Linked DNA regions of Sus scrofa: region 1 is linked to region 2. The links are chromatin contacts, called in public Hi-C maps. All regions are on one chromosome and are shown on one strand. The core of a region is the stretch at or near the end of the contact, and the rest is flanking DNA. Distances in the headings are between cores, read along the strand shown.

Region 1 (6,253 bases), core at 2,935-5,434, 180 kb after region 2:
AGACAATAATGATAATCATCATTACACCTTTTTTTAAGAGAGGAGGGTCATGATGAGAGCCTTGCTTTATCACATGTAGTCTTGTGACTCCTCTCAGTTAGAATGGGGAACATTCTAAGAGTTCCCATCATGGCGCAGCAGAAATGAACCCAACTAGGGACCATGAGGTTTGGGGTTCGACCCCTGGCCTCAATCAGTGGGTTAGATCTGGCATTGCCATGAGCTGTGGTGTAGGTCACAGATGTGGCTTGGATCTGGCATTGCTGTGGCTGTGGTGCAGGCCAGCAGCTGTAGCTCCGAATGGACCCCTAGTCTGGGAACCTCCATATACTGTGGGTATGGCCCTAAAAAAAAAAAAAAAAAAGAATGGGGAGCATTCTAGAAGGTGGATGTGACAGACACCATGGATAGGGTGAAGAGAGGGGAATGGGAGCAGGATTCCTAGAAGAGAAATGGAGGGGGCATTCGGCGGAGGGGTTAGATGAATGAAAAGAATGTGGAACTGAGATAAAATTAAAAAAAAATGAAAAAAATTCGTTTCTAATTTTGCCATCCACAACTGCTTATTAAACCTACCTTCTTTTGATGAACCCACCTCTCATGCCTTTCCAGCATTCTCCTAGTTAATGACAGTAAACACACTCCATAAATAAAAAGTGCTGTAGCGAGATAATGAACACTGAGCCATCTAATTCTGAATCCTTCTAATCATGCTCTACTTACATGAAAATGAGATCTCAGGCATGTGTGACAATCAATTTTACTCTAGTTTAAAAAACACACACTCACAAACCGAAGTCAGTTATTCAGGGATAGATCCGGGAAGCACTTGGCTTCCATATGTCACCCAAATATGTGGGGCTCCACTGGCGCGCCTGTCAGGATGTGGCGCTGTCACTGCCTTGTCTGCGGTAAAGTCACACTCTTGACTATGTTCAAAGAAAAAAGATGTATTGTGATATCTGAGTTGAACCGGGTCAGCAGAGCTGGCCTTGCAGGAGGGCGTGAAGGAGGCCAGTGTGGCTGACTCTATGACGCTGTTTCTTACTAGCCATGTGTTTTGGATAATTCACTTCCCTTTCTTCTGTATCAGTGTCTCGATTTCTTCATCTGTAAAATGGGCATCATATTTTAATTTCACGTTTGTGAAAACACTTTGGAAACTGCAGGTTTCTGCTCCTGTTCACAACTGCCCAAACGTGGCCCACTGCTTTCTGTGCTGGTCAGCTATACCTAAACAGCCTGAATTTCATATCTTTCCACTGTCAAAAAGCCGCACAGTCAGAGAGGATGACAACAAGTAGGGAAGCAGGTGCATGGAAGGTTCATCTGGGGGCCAACTTTCCTATTAGGCGCAGGGTTTAGGGTCCACCATATTTGAAGGGGCCCATGGAAACAGTTTATTTTTTTTGTAATCAGAAGGAAAAAATAAATACAATCCAGCCAGGATTATATATTGTTTTATACCAATGCAGTCATACAATATACTTTTGAATATCTTTGTTTTGATGGAGGAAAGGCTCCATAAAGGCAAAAATGCTGAGGGCCCATCAAGGTCATAATACAGCCTTGACTCAGCCCATTGCTAATGAGTGCAAATGTTACCCTTCCCAGAGCCCAGATTTGCTCCTCTGGGATGGATGTCTGTTCCTCCACACTGGAGTCTCCCAGAGACAATGCCCAGGCCAAGGAACGAATGGGAATTCCCGACACCATGGCTGGATGGAAGGGGAGATTCCTGAGCGGGCAGGGGGAGCGGTTCCTGGGACCTCTGGAGTCAGGCGTTTGAAGCTGCTGTCCGACCTGACCATGGTACTCATTTTCCAAGTGGAAATACTTTCTACTCCCACTGTTGGTGGGCGTATAACCTGGTCCAAATGTTCTGGTGAGCTGTTTGGCAGCATTCAGCAAAATCTAAACAGTATGCACTCTGACCCAGCAATTCTGCTTTCAGGAATCCATCGTACAGTCCTTCCAGGGCAATTGTGTCAAGATAAAGGTATAAAGAGCACGTTGTTCATGATGGTTACAAAAGAAAAAAAAAAAAAAAAAAAACCGGAACAAGCCAAAATGTGCATCAGAAGGGCAAGAGCCAATAAACTGTGTAGGGCCAATAGGCATACAATAGGCTGCAATAAAGCAGTAAAAGCGAGGGCTTTTGATCTCTTGTGTCAAGAGACCATGAAGAGTGAAAGACCTCTATAAGATGGGGTGTAGGGAGAGATCCCAACTGGGGGAGGAAAGAAGAGATGTACTTGAATACATTTGCTTTTGTATAAAAATTTCTGGAATGCTGCACAAGAAACCATTCGTAGAGCTGATTGCTCGGCAGGTGGGAATGAAGTTGGCCAAAGGGCAAGGCCTTGCCAGGGCGAAGCTGGCAGAGGAGCATTTCACTGAGTGTCTAAAGCATGCCCCTGGGTCCTCCTGCTCTGCTCAGTGAAGACTGGGCATCTAGGATGGGCCTTCCTTCCAGGTTTCTTCCTGGAAGGTCTTATCCTCTGCGACTCTATACAGACAAGGAGGCTGAAAGTTTGGGCTCAAGTCCAAGGTCCCACACATCTCTAGGTGAGTGGCACCTTCTATAAGGCTCAGTTTCTCCATCTGTGCTGTAGAAGCAATTGCCCTCCCCCCCCAAAGGGCTTCTCTGAGAAAGAAAGGTGACAAACTCTGGGAGGACATTCAGTACCATGTCTGGGACACACAGAGGTACTCGTAAAACAACTTCATTCACTGGAGGGGAAGTGGGTGCTATGGGTAGGAGAGCACATCACAGCCTAAAGGGACCCTTAGGACCTGGGGATGGAGATGGCCCTGGCCTGACCCAAATCTTCCACTGCTGGTGGGGCCGACAGACACTGCAGTCTCCTTGCACTGAACCAGTCCAGCTGCTGCTATAGCATGACAATGAGAAGCCGCTGGGGGTAACCACCTGACACATCCCATTGGCCCTTTGTCCCTCAACAGAAAGGGGTGGGTGAACACTTTGTGTCCTGGTCCAGATACCATCACATTCCTGGGACAGGAGAAACAACAGCTTGGGGCTGAAGCCAGCCACTCTCTGTGGCCTTATTTGGAACGCTATGTCTTGTCCCTCATTCAGATCCCAAATTTTGTCCTTGGGGGGAACCCAGACACAAGCTCTCATGGCCAGAACTGAGAGTTGCAAGCACCAGGCATTGTTCACCTGAAACGGCTTTTGGGTAGAGACTCACAGGAGGAAGAAGGGCCTGGAACACACAGCTGGGATGGAAGACCCCTTGTGCTTCACCCACCATGAAGGTATCCCGGGCCAGCAAAGAGGAAGACCCACACCTAGTCCTGCTCCTATCTCCCTGCTGGGCTTGTGGGGTCTGTGATCCCTTCCAACAAGGTTAGGGGCAATGTGAGGCCAGTCTCCCAATTCACAAGTTCCAAACCACTGACCTCTCTTTGCTGCTGCAACCTTGCAGCCACCGCCTCTCCCACTGGTAGAATCCTATGCAGTTTATAAAGCCATGGTAGCCTCACAACAGCTGTATGAGTAGGTGTGGAGGATTTTCATTACATTTTAGGTATGACACAGACTCAAAGAAATTCAGTCATTTTTCTGGAATCCCCATTAAGGGAGTGGAATTTGAACCAAGGCTGTAAGACTCCTCTCACTGTGTTCTTTCTCCTAAGTGTCACTTGTTTCCCCTCTGGATCTCAGTTTTGCCCTGTGTAGTGTGGACGGGTTGAATTGGATCCTCATTCCCCAGGATGTGATAAGCTCTATCATCTACAATTCTGTGGAAGCCTCCTTGCATGCATTGCTGCAAATCACCACCAGATGGCAATAGTGGCCACATCTTTCCAGGGGAGTGGATGGGAACGTGGGCTTGTGTGTGCCTATACCTGAATTTGTCTGGACCAGGGCAGGGGTGGCTTCGTGATTTCCTGCCTGTCTGGGCACCAGGACCAAAAGATCACTACTCCATTTATCTAGCGACATGCAGGGCTGATAGCAGGCAGGCCTCAGTGGAGGGAACCAGCTTCTATAACCTTCCTGGCACCAGTGCCCAGACTATCCACATAGGCACAGAGCAAAGCAAGGACGCATCAACTGTTAGCGGCCAGATCCCGCTCCCAGCATCTGCTGTGAAGGGCAGCACACAGTCCATGAGCCCTTGCTGCAAATCACACCCACATCCTTGCCAGTCCTGGACCTAGGCAAGACCACGTGTACAATTCATTCTGAGTGCAAAGTGGCTGTTTATTGGGCACCAACTATGTGCCAGACCCTGTGTGAAATGCCTCGCACTCTCCTCCTTCAATTCTCACAATAAGCCTATGAGGGCAGGAACTATTGTCCCCCATGTTTTCCAGATGAAGAAAATGAGGTTAAAAGAGCTTAAGTAACTTGCCCAAAGTCACTAGAGATAGTTACCAGTAATCCAGAACCTGACCTAATCCAATGTAACTCCCAAATTTAAGCTCTTCCAAAAGAGTTTGGTTGGACTGGAGGATAAGAGCCTTGGGAGAGGTAAGTGGGAGAAGGTGAACTGCTACAGGGAGGCTGAGGCCATCCAGGAAAGGGCCCTGATTCCGGTCTTTGAAAATGGTGCCACTACACGGTTTATTTATGTATTTACTTACTTATTGGCTTTTTAGGGCTGTACCCACGACATATGGAGGTTCCCAGGCTGGGGTCGAATTGGAGCTGTAGCTGCTGGCTGACACCACAGCCACAACACCACGGGATCCTAGCCACGTCTGTGACATACATCACAGCTCATGGCGATGCCGGGCCCTTAACCCAATGAGCGAGGCCAGGGATTGAACCCTCATCCTCATGGATACTCGTTGGAGTTATTACCACTGAGCCACAACAGGAACTCCTACTAATAGGGTTTTAATCACTCTCTTTTGCCACAGTCTCACATCCTTCCTCCTGGGGCTGCTGGCTGCTACTGGAAGCAGCAGAGGGCAAAGGTTAGGGGTGTGAGCTCTGGGGTCAGACACTTGGGTTTACTAGCTGTGACCTTGAATGTGACCCTGAGCTCTTTGCATCAGTTTCCTACTCTGCAAACGTGATGTTCATGATAGAACAGAAACAGTATCTGGCTCACAGACTTATTATGAGGATCAGAGGAGATGGTATATGTAATGTGTTTTTATTTTATTTTGTTTTATTTTATTTTATTTTATTTTATTTTATTTTATTTTATTTTATTTTATTTTATTTTATTTTGTTTTTGGCCACTCTGTAGCATATGGAGCTCCCGCCAGGGATGAGATCCCAGCTGCAGGTTTTATTTTTGTTTTGTTTCGTTTTGTTTTTTTGACTGTGCCCACAGCATGCCGAAGTTCCTGGGCCAGGGATCGAACCTGGGCCACAGTGGTGACAACGCCAAGTTCTTAACCACTAAGTCACCAGGGAACTCTCCACACCGCAGTTATAACCTACACCACAGCCGAGGCAGTGCTGAATCCTTTAACACACTGTGCAGGGCTGGGGATTGAACCTGTGTCAGCGGTCCCCTTGCACCACAGCAGGAACCCCTTATAATGTGCTTTTAACATGCCCTGGATATACAGTGAGTGCTCAATAAGTGCTTGCTATTATTATGATTGGGCTACGAAAGCAGGTATTGCTGTGGTTTAGTTCTTCTGAAATGACTTTCCTTCTGCATCTTGCCAAACAGCAGTTCACCTCCTTCCCTGATTGTGTCTCCAGGGTTTTCTGACCGCAATGCCCTTGCCCATGAGGGTCCCTCTACTTGGATCGCCACGTACGCAACTTCTTTTTTTTTTTTTTTGGTCTTTTTGCTATTTCTTTGGGCCGCTCCCGCGGCATATGGAGGTTCCCAGGCTAGGGGTCAAATCGGAACTGTAGCCACTGGCCTACGCCAGAGCCACAGCAATGCAGGATCCGAGCCACGTCTGCAACCTACACCACAGCTCACAGCAATGCCGGATCCTTAACCCACCGAGCAAGGCCAGGGATTGAACCCGCAACTTCATGGTTCCTAGTCGGATTCATTAACCACTGCGCCACGACGGGAACTCCCTTTTTAATTTTTTTTTTTTCTCGCAACTTCTTTTGGAAAACAAACCTTCCAAACATCAAAGCCAACCGCACATTACTACAGTTTGCCTTTCATTAGTTCTTAGTGAATGAGTTGTATTGTCCCTTGATGCTTGCACACAGCCATCCTGCCAGCATTGCACATAACACTTTGTTTACAGCAGGTGTCCCCAAAGCACAGCACAGATGACTCCTCACCGAGGG
Region 2 (6,347 bases), core at 1,820-4,319:
CACCTGTGGTCATAGAAAAGTCAGTCTCATTTATCCCCACATGTATTCATCTTCTCATGTTAAGAAATGTTGTCAAATACCTAACTTGGAGAAGAAAAGAAAAAATTTTAAAGACTCTAAATGAGCAACTAAACTAAGCTCTGACTACAGATGACACCTGGATAAAAATGACTAAGGGAGCCCCGAGAAACATAAATGCTTTCCCCTCCCAATGATCCTTGAAATGAAATTGAACTTGTGTATGTGTGATGCTTTCCACATTGTAGGTGGAAGCAAAGGCAATGCTGAGATTGATCACCTGAAGATCAGATCAATGTCAATCAACTATTCACCGTCAGTTTCTGACACAAGACTAATCAAATAGATATTTCATCTTCCTAAATGATTTTTCTCTCTTCTTCTTGACTCATTTATCCTTTTACAAAGCCAGGTTTACTGTATTTTTGAGAAAGGACAGAGAGCAGAGCATGGCTCTGCAATACCTCCTTCTTTAGAGAAAAGCAAACGTGGTTCTATCCATCTTTTTCTTCCCTAGGAAAAAGGATGGCTTTCGCATTAAAGGTTACTAGCTTCACACATCAGAGCAACAGATGCATCTCCTCTTCCGAGGGCTTTTCTGAATTACAGTCGATCAGGAAAATGGCTCCCAAAGGTGGCCAGAGGGACCACACCAGACATGAGTCCTTTCATCTTTACGCCGGCCTTTAATGCTAGAGGTTAAGCGAGGATGGGGCACGGGCAGGAAAGCGCATCACACAGGCTTCTCTCTGGGCAGCTCTGCCAGTGCTCGGCCCTCCTCCAACAGGAGTGTGCTCTTTTGCTCATGAAGTGACACCAAGCTCTCCAAGTTTGGGGAGAGAAAGAGCTAGAGGATGACTCGCCAGTCAGGGAAAGGGTGAGCTGACTTCCCTGTCGGGCTACCTCCTTGCACTGTACTCCCTGCTATGGTATCTAGACCCCACGGGGACACTATTTTTCATATTTCCAACCTAAGCATGGGATCCAAATTCATTTCCTTATCACCTGTTGGCACATTTGAAACAAGGCAGCATTGAGTATTTTTTTACTTTTTCTTTTTTCTAACATTGAGTACTTTTTTGCTTTTTCTTTTTTCTAACATTGAGTACTTTTTTCTATTTTTTTTTAAGGATTTTTATTTTTTCCATCATAGCTGGCTTACAGTGTTCTGTCAATTTTCTACTGTACAGCAAGGTGACCCAGTCACACAGACATGTATACATGCTTTTTCTCACATTATCATGCTCCATCATGAGTGACTAGATATATAGTTTCCAGTGCTATACAACAGGTATTTTTTTTTCTTTTCTAGCCTTGAGTGCTTTTTAAAAAACTTAAAATTAGAATGTTACTATAGATTAGTGAGGCAATAGAAAAAAACCAAGAGACCAAAAAAACCTTTGCAAGACTTCCCATCATGGCTCAGTGGTAACAACCCGACTAGTATCCATGAAGATGCAGGTTTGATCCCTGGCCTCGCTCAGTGGGTTAAGAATCTGGCATTGCCGTGGCTATGGTGTAGGCTGGCAGCTGTAGCTCCTGATTTGATCCCAGCCTGGGAACTTCCATATGCCACAGGTGCGGCCCTAAAAAGACAAAAACAAAAATAAAAACAAACAAAAAAATCCCTAGGCAAGTAGTAAGTCTACCCAGTATAAGTTCCTGACTCAGAATAAATTAAATACATGTACCACGAAACGAATGTACATGCCAGTTTGAACAGCTTTCCACATGGTGAGCTCCTACCACACACCAGGCATTAGTTTGGGTGTCTTACCTTGTTTATCTATCTTCATTCCCTGTAACAACACCGTACAAAGCAGTTGCTGAGAGTTGAAGGCAGGGGTCCTTCAAAGGTAATTAAGAAGCCCTCTCGGGACAGCAGCGTTGTAAGAACGACAAGGGTATAAAATGTAGACTTCCAGATCCTAACTCGGACATCTGAATTAGAAAGACTACGTTTGTAAAACTTGGGGATTTCTGTTTTTGGCATTTCCCTCAAGGGATGCTGGTATAGATGGCCCTTCCATCATACCTTGAGAAACAGCAGCCCAGAGTCTCGAATTCACCATCTGCCCAGACCATGGGACTTGAGCCATATGCTTCAGACCCAACAAAGAGCTCCCAGCTGAGAGCTGCCCCCTCTGCAATAGCACAGGGGCCATTTGCATATGCTGTGTCCTAATGGAAAGACGGTACTGTGGAGGCATTATTTTGGAGAGAGGTGTCATGTGTCTTAGGACTTTTCATCTCTTCAATTAGACAACGTCGATAATTTGTTTAGAACACAAGGGAACCAGGATGTAAAATGCAAATTAGAAAAATGAAATCTGGCTTCACTGTAGGAGGCATAACCTCTACTCACCCACCTGTGAAAGGGCGCCATTAACAGACAACAAACCAACTGACGACACAATATTTAGAAAGATCAGAACACAGCAATTGTTTCAAGCTATGCACATGACATCCAATACACTCCAGCCATCAGGAAAGAAGTCCTACACTTCACTGAAATGTCTTCAACCAAGAGAGGTGACAAGGACAGAAAATCCCAATTGAGCTCTAAAAAAAAATGAGAAACACTTCACATCTGACTTGCTCCTGTGGTTAAGGCTAGAACAGCCTGTTGCTGCTTCACAGATAAATAAAGTGAATCTCTGAGCGGTGAGGTGACTTGCTCTTGGGAAAGGATTAACAAAACCTTTTCCCCTTCTGCATGGGAATCTGACCTTGAGTTAACCTTCTATCTCTGTTCCCCTGGAAACTTGATAAAGGGAGAATGTCAACTGTTACTAAGCAACACTACTCCTGATAAAAATGACCCGGGATAGTTCTACCACATCTGGATTGGCCAGAGCTGTAAATGAAGTATTAACACCTGCTTGGGGCCGATCCTCATTTGGGGCTCCTGTGAGTTGCTGTGACTCTCCAGATCAGGCTCGAGCCTAGTGGGGACCACAGAGGTTATGCATACGGAGCTGTTATGAGAGATGCTGGCTTCCTTTTAAGCCAGAGAGACCCCTGCACCTGCCCTGTGTGTGTCGTTCCCTCATACCTGAGCTGTCACCTGAGGTGGGAGGCGGGGAGCGACAGCCCCTGAATGCTGCAGGGACGGCCGTCTACACCGCTGTGAGGACCACTCTGATGGAACAGAAGGGCCCACGCTGCCTTGCCGACAACCTGCCACTCCTGTCTGTGTCCCGTGGCCCCTCGGAGTGGAGTGGTGCCAGATGTGGCCAGTGATGTGCTGTGATCTGAGCATGAGCCCTGGTGAGCAGTGCACTTGACCAAAGCCACACTCTGGGAAGGTGACAGGGCCAGAACTCAAACTCAGTTAGCTGCTTTCAAAGTAAAACATTTTCTCTTGAATTGCAGGGCCCAAACCTCTTCTCCTGAGATAACTGTATTCTGGCCCAAGAGACCAGTGTAACTGGTGTAGACACTTGCCAGACAGTCTTCTGCCCTCCAGTGCCATGTGAGGTCCCTACTCTTGGAAGCATCTAATCCATCTTTCCTGCCCACCTCAACAGCTGGTCTCTTGGTTCACACAGTTTCGTTCCTAGATGATCCCCCAGAGACTTCTTTCATTGCAATGATATCCTGGTTCAAACCTCTGGGAAGGATTTTGAAGCCCTCAGACAATTGCAGCGTCTGACGGGAGTCATGCGGATTTCACCACCGATTCCCAAACAGAGGGGACGATCACCCATGAGCACTGACAGCTACCCAAGCACTCCCTCTGGCTGGGCTGACAGCTCTGGAATGGCAGTGGTCCCCTGATGACCAAGGGAGGGTCAGTGGAATGATATTGCTGTAGCTTCCCCTTTAGAGTCCGCCCCTGCCCAACCCCCACCACGGGACATGGGGTTATGAACACAGTGAGTCCAGCAGGTGCCCCTACAGATGGATGCTGGAGCAGAAGAGCGGATGACTCATTCTTTCCCAACTTCCCCTTCCTTTTCTCTCAGTGAAAATCTTGAGATGGAAACTGGGGTGCATGATACCCCCTCTCTGAAGCCCTCCCCAAGTGTCCCTGTTAGGCAGACCTTTCTCCTAACCACGTCGAGCACAGTTCTATAGGACAAGGGACACTACCCCTCCCCCGAGGCTGTCCCCACCCAAGCCTCACTGCCACTACAACCAGCCCAACGCTGGGCACCTGTGGCAACAGAATGAACAAAGGCCGGACACGACACAAAACCGGGGCACCACAACCCCATTCTCTTCTGCATGACTTGGACCATTGAATCAATTCCATCTGGTCTCAACTGTAATGTTAGATCAGCCTCTTGACTAACGGGAGAACACAGCAGCTTCTTCATGCTTACATCTCCCAATCACTAAATCTGATAAAGAACTTGCTTCCCCAACCACAAAGTGACAAGTTTATAGAGATTCTAAACTGATGGCTCTGATGTTACTTAGACATGACATCGTGCTGAAAGCTGTAAAACTCTGTCTCCAGCCACGTCTGGCTCTCCTCCTCTGCCCATGACAGGCAGGCGTGAACTAAGAGGAAGAAAGCGACCCAGAGAAAGAAGACTCGAGGAAGGAACCTGCTCCCGAAAGCACTAATGGAGCTCATGTGAGGCAAGGCCAAACAGCTAGTGAGAACTGAAGGATCCATTCCTACTGCACAGGGGCCCGGGGACAGAGGACTTTTGGCTCCCTTTATAGAAGGGGAAACTGAGGTCTGGAGAAGTTAAGTGTCTTTTTTTCTTTTTCTTTTTGCTTTTTAGGGCCACACCCATGGCATAGGGAAGTTCCCAGGCTAGGGGTCAGATCAGAGCTGTAGCCACTTGCCCACGCCACAGCCACAGCAATGCCAGATCTGAGTGGCATCTGTGACCTACACACAGTTCATGGCAACACCAGATCCCCAACCCACTGAGTGAAGCAGGAGATCAAACCTGCATCCTCATGGATACTAGCTGGGTTAATGACTACTGAGCCACAAAGGGAACTCCCAGGGTAAGTGTCTTAAGGGAGGTCATGCCAGGTGGTAGCATGCTGGACCTCAGACCCGGGTGTTTTGTACTGTGCCAAGGTCACTGGTGGTGACCCTCAGCAAGGTGTCAATAACGTGGTCCATTTGGAGCACATGATCTTGTTATTTCAGCTTCCTAAGTGAATCTGCTTCATTTCTAAAACAGTATCTTTTGCCCAAGAGAAAGAAAATACAAGTGTCAAGTGTGGACAGAGACTAGCCCTCTCATACACGGTGGAGGGGAATTATAAACAGGGATAATCTTTGGGGAGCAAAATTGGGCACTGTTATAACAACATAAAAAAATGCTAGGATCGAACAAAAAACAAAACAAAACAACTGTAAGATGTGCACACATCCTTCAATACAGCAACTGCACTGAAATGGTTGCCTACATGCAACAAAGCTACAGATGTTAACCTCAGTGCTATTTATAATCAAAAAATTAGAGGCAACTTAAATGAAAGTGGTTAAAAATATTAAGGTAAATTCCGGAGTTCTGGTTGTAGGTCAGTGGTAATGAACCCAACTGGTATCCATGAGGATGCGAGTTCAATCCCTGGCCCCACTCAGGGCAGTAGGTTAATGATCCAGTGTTCCTATGGCTGTGGTGTAGGCCAGCAACTATAGCTCCAATTCGACCCCTAGCCTGGGAAACTCCATATGCCACAGGTGCAGCCCTAAAAAGACCATACACACACACACACACACACACGTAAATTCATTCCATGGAATACTATGCAACTCTTTTTTCGGGGGGGGGCACACCCGCAGCATATGGCGGTCACCAGGCTAGGGGTTGAATCACAGCTGCAGCCACAGGCCTGTACCACAGCCACAGCAACACCAGATCCGAGCCGTGTTTGTGACCTACACCATAGCTCACGATAATGCCAGATCCTTAACCCACTGAGTGAGCCCAGGGATCAAACCCACATCCTCATGGACACTAGTCAGGTTTGTTATTGCTGAGCCACAACGGGAACTCTTTTATGAAGAGAGAATGGAGGACCTATAAAAAAAGGCTGTCCATGATTTGTTGATTTTGTTTATAAGACTTAAAATGTCATATACATGTGAGAGAGTGTGTGTATATGTGTAAGGCTCTTCTAAAAATTAAATTCTTACTAATAAGGCACTTCGGATAATTAATGGCAAAAAGTAAACACTACTCCTTTTCAAACTGTGGCAATATATGCATAAAAATATAGAAGAATGTAAACTAAGTAGTAAACAGTGGCTTTATCTGGGAGGTGGGATTCAATAGGGTTCTTTTCCTTTTAATGCATTTGTGTTGTCTTAACATTTCTATATAATGAATTTTGTAGTGAAACTAGAGGAA

Evidence for each region. A called contact is a pair of places that touch in the nucleus more often than the background predicts.
Region 1: a Hi-C map of embryonic fibroblasts shows a contact between it and region 2, with 3 times the contacts expected there. The contact joins two enhancer-like sites. A contact is called at or near these places in 6 of 47 Hi-C or Micro-C datasets (embryonic fibroblasts, heart right ventricle, mesenteric adipose tissue and 2 more).

Annotation. Positions count from the first base shown.
Region 1 is chr2:39,665,902-39,672,154 of Sscrofa11.1, forward strand. The region is part of intron 2 of NAV2 (neuron navigator 2); the gene reads right to left. Among named protein-coding and RNA genes, the nearest start is that of NAV2, 410 kb to the right of the region's middle. Within about 2 kb of position 4,185, at least 3 of the 83 cell types and tissues checked have an H3K27ac peak or open chromatin away from gene starts, as enhancers often do.
Region 2 is chr2:39,489,007-39,495,353 of Sscrofa11.1, forward strand. All of the region lies in intron 7 of NAV2 (neuron navigator 2), which reads right to left. Among named protein-coding and RNA genes, the nearest start is that of DBX1, 260 kb to the left of the region's middle. Within about 2 kb of position 3,070, at least 4 of the 83 cell types and tissues checked have an H3K27ac peak or open chromatin away from gene starts, as enhancers often do.